4 separate regions of the Mus musculus genome follow, and all the other regions are linked to region 1. A link is a contact called in public HiChIP or PLAC-seq data. All regions are on one chromosome and are shown on one strand. The core of a region is the stretch at or near the end of the contact, and the rest is flanking DNA. Distances in the headings are between cores, read along the strand shown. Region 1 overlaps Duox1 (dual oxidase 1). Region 2 holds the start of Sqor (sulfide quinone oxidoreductase). Region 3 has its middle 12 kb from the start of Mir147. Region 4 overlaps Spg11 (SPG11, spatacsin vesicle trafficking associated).

What was found. HiChIP or PLAC-seq counts read pairs in DNA pulled down with a chosen protein or histone mark.
Region 2: a contact with region 1 is called in a FOXA1 HiChIP or PLAC-seq map of pancreatic cancer cells. The contact joins the promoter of Sqor here to the enhancer-like site in region 1. A contact is called at or near these places in 3 of 39 promoter capture datasets (cranial neural crest, hippocampal neurons and pre-B cells), 1 of 15 datasets of contacts at CTCF or cohesin (large pre-B cells), 3 of 484 Hi-C or Micro-C datasets (Th2 cells, olfactory sensory neurons and uterus), 8 of 115 datasets of contacts at active chromatin or transcription factors (the 230-238 cell line, bone marrow-derived macrophages, embryonic forebrain and 4 more) and 4 of 9 other capture datasets (adipose tissue, embryonic stem cells, liver and 1 more).
Region 3: an H3K4me3 HiChIP or PLAC-seq map of bone marrow-derived macrophages shows a contact between it and region 1, with 3 times the contacts expected there. The contact joins two enhancer-like sites. A contact is called at or near these places in 6 of 39 promoter capture datasets (the C10 cell line, the HPC-7 cell line, embryonic stem cells and 2 more), 1 of 15 datasets of contacts at CTCF or cohesin (large pre-B cells), 5 of 115 datasets of contacts at active chromatin or transcription factors (bone marrow-derived macrophages, double positive thymocytes, embryonic fibroblasts and 1 more) and 1 of 9 other capture datasets (liver).
Region 4: a contact with region 1 is called in an H3K27ac HiChIP or PLAC-seq map of microglia, with 6 times the contacts expected there. The contact joins two enhancer-like sites. A contact is called at or near these places in 6 of 115 datasets of contacts at active chromatin or transcription factors (embryonic stem cells, large pre-B cells, microglia and 1 more).

The regions. Positions count from the first base shown.
Region 1 is chr2:122,347,447-122,350,844 of GRCm38.p6, forward strand. Duox1 (dual oxidase 1) reads left to right here. Exons shown (of 33, transcript NM_001099297.1): 33 at 1-526. It overlaps Shf (Src homology 2 domain containing F), which reads right to left. Exons shown (of 7, transcript NM_001374011.1): 7 at 1,446-2,093. The coding sequence ends at 1,907. Among named protein-coding and RNA genes, the nearest start is that of Shf, 20 kb to the right of the region's middle. Within about 2 kb of position 1,530, at least 251 of the 459 cell types and tissues checked have an H3K27ac peak or open chromatin away from gene starts, as enhancers often do. A contact at or near this core is called in the HPC-7 cell line, Th2 cells, adipose tissue and 15 more, where this site is marked.
Region 2 is chr2:122,763,647-122,767,044 of GRCm38.p6, forward strand. It overlaps Sqor (sulfide quinone oxidoreductase), which reads left to right and starts at 1,713. Exons shown (of 10, transcript NM_001162503.1): 1 at 1,713-1,793.
Region 3 is chr2:122,650,935-122,654,332 of GRCm38.p6, forward strand. No RefSeq gene overlaps it. Among named protein-coding and RNA genes, the nearest start is that of Mir147, 12 kb to the left of the region's middle. Within about 2 kb of position 1,612, at least 165 of the 459 cell types and tissues checked have an H3K27ac peak or open chromatin away from gene starts, as enhancers often do. A contact at or near this core is called in the HPC-7 cell line, bone marrow-derived macrophages, double positive thymocytes and 2 more, where this site is marked.
Region 4 is chr2:122,060,169-122,063,566 of GRCm38.p6, forward strand. Spg11 (SPG11, spatacsin vesicle trafficking associated) reads right to left here. Exons shown (of 40, transcript NM_145531.2): 31 at 754-893; 32 at 3-201. Among named protein-coding and RNA genes, the nearest start is that of Eif3j1, 33 kb to the left of the region's middle. Within about 2 kb of position 1,778, at least 18 of the 459 cell types and tissues checked have an H3K27ac peak or open chromatin away from gene starts, as enhancers often do. A contact at or near this core is called in microglia, where this site is marked.

The DNA.
Region 1 (3,398 bases), core at 280-2,779:
TGGCCTGTGCCTTAACCCAGTACTCATTTCTGGCCACCTCAGCCTTGGCCCTTCCCACCTGCCAACTTGGTTGGTCCAAGTAGCCTCGCTCAGGCATCATGTGTAGGCTCAGAGATCTCTAGGGCCAGAATGTGTCTTGAGTTTGTCGAAGGAGCACTGTTTAAGAACTATAGGTTCAGAAGTAGGGGAGCTTTTGGGTTGAGACAAAGTGAGAATTAAGCAAAAACTTGACAGTAGACAACCTGTCAAGTTTTTGAAAGTGAGTCTGAGTGATAGTATGGATGCTGGCGTCTTCAAGTCCTCTTCACTGTGTTCTTCCTCTCTTCAAAATGGTTGGGAGATGTCTTAGAGTAGCCAGGGGCAACTTACAGAAACCCTCAGGACCAGCCTAACTGAACAACTGATCTCTCAAAATGTAAAATGTAGTCAGACCTTTCTGTGCCCACTAACCGCCTGGAGCAGTGCCCCTCAGCCCCATCTCCCTCTTCTAGTGGTCTGTTTTGCAAATAAACGGTGTTTCCCCCTTTGGAGTTTCTTTTTTGCTGCCTTAGGTCAAGGTGGAGCTAAGGAAATCATCCACCCAGTGGGCTTTGCCACGGTGGTCCAGGCATCTCTCCAGTATCTACTGAATAAAAGCAGCGAAGACTGAAAAGCCCTTCCTCACTCTGGTGTTAGGCTGCTGACAGCGGATCACAAGGACAGAGAGGAGTCCTCAGGGAGCTGCAGTCGGCCTGGCTTCCTCCAGGGCATCAGCTATTCTAGCTCTGCCCTGAGACAAGGTCTTCCAGGCAGCATGAGGAGATAGATGTCTCCTAACCCCTCTAGGCCTGTTTTCTCAGGTGCAAAATGGTGGGTCCTCTTCCTATCATTCAAAGGCAGAGCAACCTTCAGAGAGTTTCTGAAAAGGTGCCCAATGCCAAATGATCTATTCGGAATACCTCGTTTCTCAGATCACACATCCTCACTTTGGAGAAATTCCCAACTGATTCTAATCAGCGCTAATGCACCGCGGGCTTGGGTTGAGGCAAGCAAGGGGCCTCAGGTTGTCCTAAGAGGACAACCGTCCCGAGGGCGTCTGGCTCCCACAGAACCTGTCTGTGGAGCAGCGGGAAGGCCCCGGACCCACGGGGGTCGGCTGAGGTGCGTGGCCCCAGACCCGGCCACCAGAGGGAGCTAAGGGAAAGGGACACGGCGCGCCCAGCCAGCCAGCCAGGAGCGGGAGCGCGCCGCCTCAGGGAAGCGCGCCTCCCGCCCGCGTGGCAGCGCCATCCGCGCCGTCAGCCTGGCGCGCTGCCTCTTTGTCTCTCGGCGCCTCCCAGACAAACCGCTCGCTGCTGGCGGGAAGCCGGGCTCGCTCGGGAGCAATGGCAGGAGCGACGCGGCCTGGACGCCCCCTGCCCGGCGTGAGGTGTTTGGTCAAAGGAAGCGAGTGGATGCTCGGAAAGTGCTTTTCGCAGGCGGCCGGCGTCGGCTCCAGCCTCAATTTATAGTCGGGCTCGCTCCCCGCCCCCTCCCGGCAGCCCCTGGGCGGCGCCGGCAGCCGCAGCTCTGCCTGGCCGAGCCTCTGGCCCGGAGCCCGGGCGGCCCGCTGGGGACGGGGAGAAGGGAGGATGCGGAGGGTGGGTGGTGCGGGAGGGAGGTCGCCACTCCCTCCCTAGTGTCTGACTGGGGCGGGGAGACCCCTTCCTCCTCAGGCTCTCCTCGGTGCCCAGCTCCACACAGTCCCTTTATTCCAAGGCCCAGGATTCCCTCCCCTTTATAATAAATTAAGGAATCTTCAGCGCCTGCTAGATCCTAGGACAAGGGGAAGCCAGGTTTCTGACATCATGTCCTTGGTAAGAACCGCTGCCCCCGTGCAGGTGACAAGGACTGGGTCCAGGTCTATCATAGTGCCCTGGTCTCACATCTACAGAGTCCGGATGGCCACAGGGTAGAGCAGGGACATGTGTTCCGCTCCCTTAATGGGCAGCTTGCGGCTGGCATAGTGGTGCACGATTTCAGGGACGCTGCTGAAGGGTGGGCTGTTCTGGCCCAACACATACTTGTGTTCCTTAGTCCGGGACAGCTTCATGTGCATGAAGCCCTGACTGCTCCTAGGAAGAGAAAGAGATCCCGGTGACCAGGGGTTCTCCTCAGTCCCCTACTTCTACCCCGACTCTCCCAGCAAGTGTGATTCCAAAGCCAGCTTCAAGTGGGAGGTGGACAGAGACGGGATGGTGGGGGAGGGGAGGGGAGGGGAGGAGAGGAGAGGGTTGAGTAGGTAGCATGAGGCACTGGCTTTGTGGTGAGGACGCTCATTGTACCAAGAATGTGTGTGTGGTGAGTATACAGGGTGTGTGCTGGTGGAAAGTGGGGTGCCCCGCACCCTCCAATTCTGTGACCCTAGCCCATAGCCTTTGGCTAAGGCCAGTTTAACCCTACCTGGACTTTTGAGACCGATTCATACAGGTCAGGCTAGTCTGTGTCTCCACCTCTTAATTATAGGTGTATGCCAGTGTATGGGGTACTGAGCCCAGAACCCAGGGCTTTGGACAGACTAGCCAGCACCTTAGCAACTGACTACAGCCCGGCCTTATGCTCAGTTTCCCCTTCTTGAGCTATATGGCAGCACCAGTCTGTGGGTCTTACACCAAGTCAGACCCTCTCAGTCCAGCCAGCCAGCCCTTAGGCCTGGAGTGACATCATCTGGAGACTCGGTTAGCATTACCTACCCAGAGTTGGGTAGGACAGACAAAGGAATTATGGTGTGGAGGTGAGATGAGAGGGCATGGGAGCCCCCCAGCCTGGAGTCTGATTGCAACCTCTTTCCATCAGAGAAGAAGCAAGCAGTTCCAGCACAACCGACATCTGCGGCAAAGGCGGCTGACACAGACTTAATACGTCTTTTAAATACAAAGATTTTATGTTGAGCAGGTCTTAAGGCCTGAGTGTGTATGACCTTGTGGAGGGGCTCATTCTTTTTCCTATACTATAGTTTGGTTGAAATTTGTGGGGCGAAACAAGCCCTTTCTACAGCAAAGCTGTCCCGCCTTCCTGTGTTCCCAGGGATTAAACTTTTACCTTAGTGATAGTAGTCCTATCAAGAGCCCACCAGTGATAAGACAGTCAGACCCAACCCAGATCCCGTATATGGCTACAGTAAGAACAAAAGAGAGCAAAGAGGTGAGGCTGCTCCCTCTCCCTTTAGGTACGGTGCTCACATGTGACTCTATCTTATTTTCTTCTGAGCCGTCTTTGTCTCTTAATCCTCATGCTTAACTATATACTAAAATAACTTTAATAAAAAAACCCCAAAGTCGGGCGTGGTGGCGCACTCCTTTAATTCCAGCACTCCAGAGGCAGAAGCAGGCGGATTTCTGAGTTTAAGGCCAGCCTGGTCTACAGAGTGAGTTCCAGCA
Region 2 (3,398 bases), core at 463-2,962, 420 kb after region 1:
TGCCCCCTTCCCCCACCATGCTCCCCCCCAAGCTTTCTTGCCATCCTTTAATATTTCTCTTAGTTTCCCATCTCCCTGTCTGCACACTCACTACTCTGGAAACCTCATATGGATGGGAATCAAGTGTAGGTCCAGACAGTAGCAGCCACAGGGCTCACTTGACATTCAGCGGACAAGATGGAGAATAACCATCTGAGGAAAGAATGACTGGGCTGGCGAGATGGGTCAGCAGGTAAAGATGCCTGCCTGGTTCTAAGCCCGATGGTCTGGGATCCATCTGTTGGAGGACAGAATTGACTTTGGGAAGTTGACCTCTAACTTCCACCTGTGCCTCATGACACACATGTACACGTGCACACATGCACACTAAATAAGTAAATAAAATATTATAGAAAGAAAAAGGGGAATGCCAATGGAGTAACTTCTCAGTCTTAATGTCTGATGGGCAAGACACTGATGGAAAGAAGGGACTTCAGTGGGGTAATAGAACGATACATAGATGCCCCAGCGTGTGGGAACTATTCAGGACACGGCTTCCAACTCGATTCTCCAGCCATAGACCTCCAAACACCCTGCAAACAGACTGCCCTTGATTCATTCACAGGAACCAGGACTTCTTAATGAGGATGGAGAGGAAGGAGAGATGAAGAATAGTACGAATTGCTTTGGAAATATGTGTGTAGAGTTTTGCTTTTGTCAAAACTTTGGGCTACAATTGTTGGCACTTAGAGGGTGGAAATCAGGGTTATGTTCAGTACTATACAACAATTAACTGTCCTGAGGCCTGAACATTTTTTTCTGGTGCCCCGCCCCTTGCCTCAACTCTCAAGTATGTGAAACATTTTATTGATAAAATAAATTCAGTTTTAGTTTAGAGTATGGCAGACATTAAGGATTATTTTTACATAGTCTTAATACGCTGTTTCCAGCAATAGCTTTATCAGTAAATACAGATCACATTTGGTTTTGTTTCCAAGTTCTTTACCAGACTTACCTGTTGCTGCACAAAGTCACGGAAAATTACTAGGGAGGCAGTGTTGCAGGTGCAGGTGCCAGCAAGTGCCACCAGGCTTACCATCAAACCCGTAGTCCCTGTTTGCGACCAAGCAATTTTTCTATAGATCCTTCAGAGTGAAGACAGTTTGAAAGAAGTGACTCAAAAACTATTAAAATGCATATAATCAAACAAGTGCGAAAGAAACTTAGTTATGCTTAAAAAAAAAGTTGGTGGCATTTGCGTGTTCTTTGAGGTTTTTTTTTTTTTTTTTTTTTTTTAAGTTGAGGCCTTAGCAACTTTTAGGAACTGTATTTGTTTTAACACATGAAGCCGCGGTCTCTGGCTTGTGCCTTCAAACAGTCAGTCCTTAGAAGGGGCAGAACAGTGACTTGTCAGGCACCAAAAGAACAACTCCTAGGAGCCAGCAGGTTCCAGGGGAAGGTGCCGCGCGGTTCTGAGTAGAGGTGGCCTTGTCTGCACCCCAGGCGTAAGAAAAGCGTCTAGGCTGCGTGGGGACAGTCGCAGGACATGGGGAGCAAGGATCACCCATACCACCCATGCCTCCGGTGTCCGTGCCTGCTCCAAGGTGCGCATTCCCCTCCGGGTTTGTTGTTGGGTAGCGCCCTGGCGGCCTTTCCTCCTCCGGAGGTTGGGGGTGTGGGGGTGGTGGCTGTCCCCGCCCCTGGCCTTTGCCTCCCCGCCCCGGCGGCCAGGCGGGGCTATGCGAGGCCAGCGCTCCAGCGCCACAGTAGTTTCTGCTGCGCCAGCGCTGGGGCCCACGGTGTCGCTCAGCCCGGTAAGACGCACCCCACGACGCTGTTACCCTCCTATAGCCGCTCGCTGTCGCCCACCTCGGTTCTGTCTCCGCGCTCCCGGCCGCCCTTCTTCTTTTCCAACCCCTGACAGACTCCCCTTTGGTCTGGGACTCGGTGGACTTCAATGCTTTCTCCTTAGTGGCCCAGCCTCAGCGATGCAGAGAGGATGGCCCTGGCACCCTCTCCACCCACACAGCTTGGACGTGTGGTCTCGGTGCGTGGGAATTTCAGAAACGTTAGTTCCACTTGTTGTCTGTCACTCAGCACCTTGCCCTGCCTGCCGGGTGGGTTGAGACTGGCATTGATCTGGGGAGGTACCCAGGGCGCTGGGGGTGGGAGGTGGTCAGCGGAGAAGCACAGGCCAGGCTGATTGGCAATTAGTACAAGGGAGAAAAGGCTCTTTGGTGAAACTTTTCACCTTACTTTTACTTACTTCTCCGAGAGCCACCCCAGCTTCTAGGGCTCACAGACTGAAGCTGAGTCAGAGAGTTTGCACAGGCTGTAAACCTCTCCTCTGTAAACACAGCTTTCTGATCCTTTTTTTTTTTTTTTAAAACCTGCAGCTACCTCTGACAGTTCTGAGTTTGGGGGAAAACTAAGGACTCTTTCTTAGAAGATTTCCCTTTTTGCTTTAAACTTTATTATTTTATTTCATGTGTATAGTTAGTTCGTTTGCATGTATGCCTAATGCCCTGGAACTGGGGTTATAAGCTTTCATCTGGGTGCTGGGAACTGAACTCAATTCCTCTGGAAGTAAGCCCTCCGTAAGAGCTCTTAACCACTGAGCCATCTATCTCTCAAGAGACTTTTAAAAACATAAAATTTAAGGCAGGCTATGATGAAAGAAAACAGCCACTAAAGTATTTAAAAGAATGCCATATAAATTTAAAAAGCAAATAACTATTATAATTTTGAATAGCTCAGAATATAGAATTCAAGATATAGGCACTACCTGTAAACACATTTCTAAAACATCATAAATACTGCTAATATTGCTGTGGCCAGCTGCCTACACAGTCCTTGAAGAGAATGTTAAATTTCAAGTAGACATCAGTGGAAGGTGAAGATTTTTTTTTTCTTTCATTCAGATGAATGGACCTCAATTTAGATAGATACCCTGTTAGCAGAAAGGGTGTTGATTACTTGTTAGGCAACTTAGCTTCTTGGGTTTAACACTTTCTTGAACTACCACTATGTCCTCTATCCCCAGCTTCTTTGGGCATCTGCTTTTCCTAAGGAAGAGAATGAGAAAAGCCCGGCACTCCTCCCCCAAGCCTAATGCCTTCTCACAGGTGAAAAGCATCCCTACTGAACTTGATGCAGAGGGATGCGGTAGGTAAAACGCCCCCCCCCCCCAACCTTGTCTGATACTGGCCTTTACATCCCTAAATCTGGTACATAAAAGGTCTGCTGGATGACATGGAGGTGGTTGCTTGTGAAGGCATCTAGGAGACAGCTGGAAGCTTGGGAAATGGCTGTTTAAAACTAATTGCTTCTTTTGAATCCATCAGAGCAAATCCATAAATCCAACTTGGGGATGTGAATACTGGGGAGGGCCCTTGGGTCTGTTGTGGGTCTGGTGCCTC
Region 3 (3,398 bases), core at 362-2,861, 300 kb after region 1:
TCTTTCAGGGGGACAAACTTCTCCTCCAACTGGCACCAGGATCCAGAGCTTCATCCTTTTTCTTTTCACCTTGAGATTTCTGGGGAAATTCCAATAGCAAGGGCTCTATTATTTCAATAGCCTAATTACCAAGGGGAGGAGCCCTTACGTGACAAGACACTTCTTTAGAGTGTCTTCTCAGGGCAGAGGGCATAAAACAGCTGATAGCTGCTGGGAAACTGAAGGAGTTTACTGCATGGGATTTTTCACATCAGGAATGAAGTGGGAGAGACTGAAAACGCAGATTATTATCATAAGCCACAAAGGAAGCAGACAAGGAACTTAAGCTAAAGACGGAGATGATACTTCAGTAGAGACATGGCTGTCACAAGCAGAGGTGGCAGGTATGCATTGATAGAGACTTTGAAGACCAAAGATCAATGCCAGCAGTCCACAGGAGAGCCATGATCAGCCAAAGCAATGGCAGAGGAAATGGGTGTGTGTGTGTGTGTGTGTGTGTGTGTGTGAGAGAGAGAGAGAGAGAGAGAGAGAGAGAGAGAGAGAGAGAGAGAGAGAGAGAGAGAGAGAGAATGCATTGGAATGGCCAAGGAAAAATCAGAACTAGACCCCACCTCTAAAGACTCCCCAGCACCATGCAGGGACCAAGGGACATACAGCCACCGAGGGACACTTCCCAACACCACAGCAAAGGTGTGCACCTGAGAAAAGAAGGCTTCTAGGCTGTCATTGGTCTCTTAGCACTCCAATATGTTGAGGCTACAGTGATAGAAACTAAGGTGATCAGGAGAAAGGGGAACTGAGCAAACCAGGAAGAGATCAAGGAGAGACCCTCTATCTCTGTGGCTGGCAGGATTAATATCATCAGCTATGAGTCCTAAAAAGTGCCTAGGGCAGCTTTGGAGGCTGAGCCTTAGAGGGAACATCACCTTGCCCTTACTGGTGAAGACCTACAGGCCTTGCCTGGCTGGCCCTAAGGTCTTTCACACCAGCCTGGAACCTCACCCTGTACTGGTCCTGGGAGACCTCAGGCAGTGGAGGAACTGGTAGTGGGGAAGGATATCCTCTCAGGGTCCCAGCCCCAAGAAAGGCCTGGGCAGGACCTGCTCTATTGCCCTTACACATTGGGCACACTGGGTGTGTCCTCCATAGCCAGAGGGGAGTTGGAAAATTCAGACGCCCATGGTGGTAAGTTTCGGTAGATGATGCTTTGCATAACAAAGATACCTCTCCTATTCCTAAATTCCCTTTGAGGATGGTACCAGGGCTAGCACTTGGGAGATGTGTTTCCTCTCATTGAGAGACTTCTGAGAATCACTTGGCTAAGCCTGAGTTCAGCACTGACTAAGCCCCAGGCACCTTCCGGAGCATACTTTAAACAGCACGTCACCCTTTCTTCCTTTCTGCCAGACCTAAGGCAGGCAGCCCTCGGCAGAGAGCTCTTGCCCACTCTTCCTCTACTGAGAAGTGGGTGCTCTGCCCTTCTCACTGAGACCTGTGACCCTCAGCGCTGGGCTGGGATTGGGAAGTTCAGTGTAGCCAGCTCTGAGTTCTCCCCTCACACCAAACTTCCTGCTTCTCTGGATTTGAGTCACCGCCTGCCTCGGAGCTCACCGCAGGCTTGTTCTGGTCTTGAGGGCAGGATGTTCTCTACAGCTTCAACCCCATGATAGGAGGAAACAGCTGTCCCTGCCGCAAGTCTCGGTCACAGGAAGGAAAGGTGAGTGCACCGAAGCAGAGGCAAGGGTCACAGTTCACAGCTGTCCTCAACGTTCACTTCTAAGATCCTCATTTTCTTTCCTTTCCTACACACCTCCTCTTTATTACAGAGGACCCAGAACACGGAATGTGATTAATGGTGAACACTTGTGAAGTTTTCATACTGCAGCCAACCTCTGCCATCTGTAATCACAAGATCTTCAGATAGCTTCGGACTCAGTGGATATTTAAACAACAGACACAGGCCACGTGTAAGTGATCAATTGACAGCACAGACTAGGTCTTCACAGAGCTTTGGCCTCAGAGTGGAAGAAATACTTTCCCAATAGCACACAGAAAGTTAGTTATAAGGCTATGGGAGGAAAGAGACAGGACCAAACACACAGACAGCAGGTGCCACTGGGCCCAAAGCAGGCGTCCACCCCCTACCCCTTCACCCCACCCTCACCCCATCCCCCACCCCCACCACAGCCGGTCTGAACAGTGGTTCGGAGGGGGCTCCTCTCTCAGCAGACAACTCAGTGTTGAGAACGACGTGAACATCAAGATAAACTAGCTTGAGATCATATTATACGCAACCCAGTTCTCAAAAACAAGTCAGAGTACGAAGCCACTATAGAGTCATAGGGAAACAGAAGTATATCTGTTCAGCTTTGCTGAGTGCAGTCTGGCAGCCTGTGTACAGGGCCACGGTACCCTGATGGCCCACTGTGGGAAATATTCCCAACAAAGACACAGTGGTGTTGGGAGCAATGTGCTTTTAAGGAGAAGAACATGAAGGAAAACCACCTGATATTAAAATATGAACGAAGAATCTACGGCTGTGTGAAGTGTACCCATTAAAAATGGCAAGGATGTGTGGCATCCTGCAGGTGAGGGGTAACCAGATAGCAGAGGCCAGGCCAGGAAATGCTAGGGCATAGCTTATGTTCACTAACATATGGAAAACTGCAAGTTTAGAGCTGTATAGGGTAGAGACTGTAATGTGTAAATATACTTTTATGCTCACAACTAATTTTTGGAGTAATTCCAAGTGTGTAAAAGTTATAAAAAGAACTTTCACACTCCCCACTAGATTTCCACCATAAATGTTTTACACCATTTTTCTTATAATTTTCTGTCATTATCTATCTATCTATCTACCTATCATATCTATCATCATCTATCTATCTATCTACCTATCATATCTATCTATCATCATCTATCTATCTATCTACCTATCATATCTATCATCATCTATCTACCTATCATATCTATCTATCTATATCTATCTATCATCATCTATCTCTATCTATCTATCTATCTATCTATCTATCTATCTATCTATCTATCTTCCTGTCTACCTGCCTACCTATCTTCCTGTCTACCTATGTGTAAGTGTAGCATATGTATATATATTCATGCACATATGAGTGTATTACTAAGGGAGCATGCATATATGTGAGTACAGGTGGAGTTCAGAGATCAGTATTGGGTGTCTTCATCAATTGCTCTCCACTTCATTTTTGAGACTGGGTCTGTCTGTGAGCCTGCCTGGATGCTGCCATGTTTCCTGCTATGATGATAATGAACTGAACCTCTGAACCTGTAAGCCAGCCCCAATTAAATGTCTCTTCTAAGAGTAGCTTCAGTCATGGTTCACAGCAGTAAAACACAAATTAAGACAGAAGTTGGTACCAGGG
Region 4 (3,398 bases), core at 528-3,027, 290 kb before region 1:
ACCTGTTCCCTCTGATGGAGTCAGTAGCTCCCGTGTCACCTCTTCAGCCACTAGTTCAGCCACAGTGTCTGCTTCAAGGCCCTGGGTGTTGATGAAGACCTGGGCTTGTCTACATCGGTCAGGCCGCTGAGAAGCCAAGATTGCTCGGAGCATGGCTTCACTGTCCCTAGCAGCAACATCTCCATAGGAACAGCCCAAATCCTAAGAGGAAGATAACAGGAGCAGAGTCATTTTTAGAAGCAAATAGTAGGAAATGTGTGGACAGGCCACTACTGCCTGACCTCAGCAATCCCAATACCCCAGAAGAGTAAGTGATGCCTCTCAGTCCTGCCCTTCACCACGTCAGGCTCGTCACTTGTGGAACGCTCATCTTTTCAATTACACAGAGTAAAGGAATAGAATAAAAGGCTTATCCTGGAGCCAGGGCTGCAGCCTGTGCTTCCAGACACCCTAGTCTTTAGGACAAACTTCTTGTACTTTCTGTTTCTCAACCAGCACAGAGCCACACACATCCTGTCTACTGTGGGAGTGAGAGGGTGAAGAAGTCTGTCTTTGTATGCATCACATTATGTGTAATGTTCAAGTTAGAAAGTAAAATCAGAAGGAACTCATGTTCAAGCCATTATTTATAGAGAGGAGCCAGGAACCCATGGAAGTTAAATATCTTGCTCTACCTTCCTGGGAAGACTCCACTGGCACGTCCCGCCTCCCTTTCAGACAGTGCTCCTTTGGGGATCCCCGTCTGGTGCATACCTTGGCAAGTTCATACAGACAGAGGACCTGCCGGCAGTAGTTCTTCCCATGGAGGCACTTGCTTATGAGAGTGTGGAGGTTCTGGGCTACCTCATCAGTGGGTGGTACCATCACAAATGACTGACTGTCCAAACTTGAAGCTGAAAGCAAACACAAGTCTGAGGAGAGCTCTAGGGTGTCCTCTCCCCATGACTTCAGCACTCTGAAAAGCTCCCTGAATTCAATTCCCATGATGCATCTGGGCCTGCAGCCACTTCTGACAGAACCCCACTTAAAACTTTCATCACCACCCTTCGGGAAATCCATCCATGATTTCAATAATCTCAGACCACCTCAGGCTTGAAGCTTTCTTCATGCTCTAGAGATCAGTATCAAGATGTCTGCTTCTAAATTCCTCACGTTGTATATATACTCCAGCAGGTCTGCTTATCTCCAAACATCTCTCAGGCACCTTGGTTCCTACTCTGAGAAGACAGAGCTCCTGCTCCCACCCCCACTCCCCTTTCTCCTTCAGATCGCTCCCCCAGTCTCACTCTTAGTCTCACAGCTCAGTGTGGAGTGCTTGCCCAGCATTTCTAAGGCCTTAGGTTCAGCCCCAGCACTGTCTGAAATGGGACACATGCTTCTTTACTTCTTGGTACCAGGAGAAAGTAAAAGTGAGTATGGAACACTTGCTGTCCTTCCCCTTTTGTCTCTGAGCATCTCATTTTTAGCTTTAAGTTCAACGTGATTCTCCTGCTTTAGCTTCCCTAGTGCTTAGATTACAGTTGTGAGCCACCATCCCTGTCTGTCGTAAAGCTTCGTTAAACTATGGTACAACCACTCAGTAGAATAATCTTAGCCTGTTGGTGCATCCTGACAGGAACATGCACGTGCTTGCTGGGCATGCGAAAATAACAAAAAGGCATTCTGAGAGCTTTGAGAAGACAGCATTGAATGTACTTTGGCAGCCTATATGAGTGGACTCTGTCATTTGGTACACTGAGCAGATCTAGTTCATGCAGTTGAGTGCTTACTTGGTATGCATGAAGCCCTGGGCTCCATTTCTAACTTCACATAGCTAGGCGTGGTGGCACACGCCTCTAACCCCAGCACTCTGTAAATTCAAGAGCACTGTCATTCATACAGTGAATTCCAGGCCAGCCCAGGATACAAATAAACAGAAAAAAAAAACCAGCTTAAGTCTAAAAACATAGTTTAAAAGCAAAGCATGGTGTGGGAGGGCAATCCTGGAATTCTAGCACTTAGAAGTAGGAAGATCTGGAGTTCAAGGTCAACCTTGGTTACTTAGGGCTAAGGGCTGTGTCTCAAAATACACACAACAAACCAACCCCAAATTAGACGGTGGTGAAGAAGGGGAAGGAAGGGCACAGCTCAGGCCACGTTGCTCCATCCGTCCTCCGCATGAGCACAGTTCTAGGGAGATGGAATAGGCTTGCTCCACTCTGTTCCTCTGCTGAGTTTCTGCCATATACAACCTAGACATGCAGCAGCTGCGTGAGGAGCTGAGAAGTAGAACTGCGAGCAAACTTAAGATGACCAGAACTGGTATCTCCCTAGCTAGGAATCTCTAGAAACCCAGAGCCGGGCCCTGAGGTGGAGGAGAGATACTGCAAGTGTGTGTACACAAGAGCACACAAGCTCTAGTGTCAGCCTAAGGCTGGAAGTGAACTCCTGTGCCCACTCTCCCCTGTCCTGGCACCCAAGCATCTATTGGCAGTGATGGTAGAGGCTTGGGTCAGCGGTTGGGAGGAGGTAAATCCTTTGTAGAGAGGACCCAGGTTTAATTCCCAGTACCCACATGGCAGCTCAGAACCGACCCTAACTCCTATTCCAGGGGCTCAACACCCTCTTCTGGCCAATAAGCGCACTGGATACACACATGGTACACAGTTAGACATGTGCTCTACAGTGAGTGCCAGGGCAGGCAGGGCTACATAGACCCGCTGTCAAAATGGAAGTGAAGGGCTGAAGAAATGGCTCAGCAGTTCAGAACACTCAGACTCCAGTTTGATTCCCAGAAGCCACACCGTGTTTCACAACTAACTATACTTCCACTGGATCCAATACTCTGTTCGGGCACCCTCTGCATGCACCAGGCACATGTGTGATGCACAGATATGTACACAGCGAAAACACGCATGCACTTTTTTTCCTTAAAAAAAAAAACCAAAACCAAACCAAAACAAAAAAAACCCAACAACCCACAATAAAGGAACCCAAATAAGTAACCCAAAAAGCAGGAAATTCAACATTTCTTCTACCGAACTACTGCAACTCATCCCAAAAGATAACCTCTATAGTTAAAGAAAAGGAATTCATAATTTTAAATATTCTAAAGTAAGTATCCAGATTCAGATGAGTCTACTGGTAAATTCTACTAAACATTTAAGTTAATAACATTAAGCCAGCATGGTGGCTCATGCCTCAATCCAAGCGCTTGGACTGAGGCAGGGAGACCACGGCTCCAGCATCCTCCTCAGATACACAGGGAGTCAAAGGTCAGCCTAGGCTACATGAGATCTTGGGAGGGACTGGGGAGTAGGGAGGTGTATGAGAAAGATCTTGTACAGAAAATAAAAGACAGTAATAATTTCCAATTTATGAAACCAGTATTATCCTAATTTTTAAAAGGGAAAAACAGA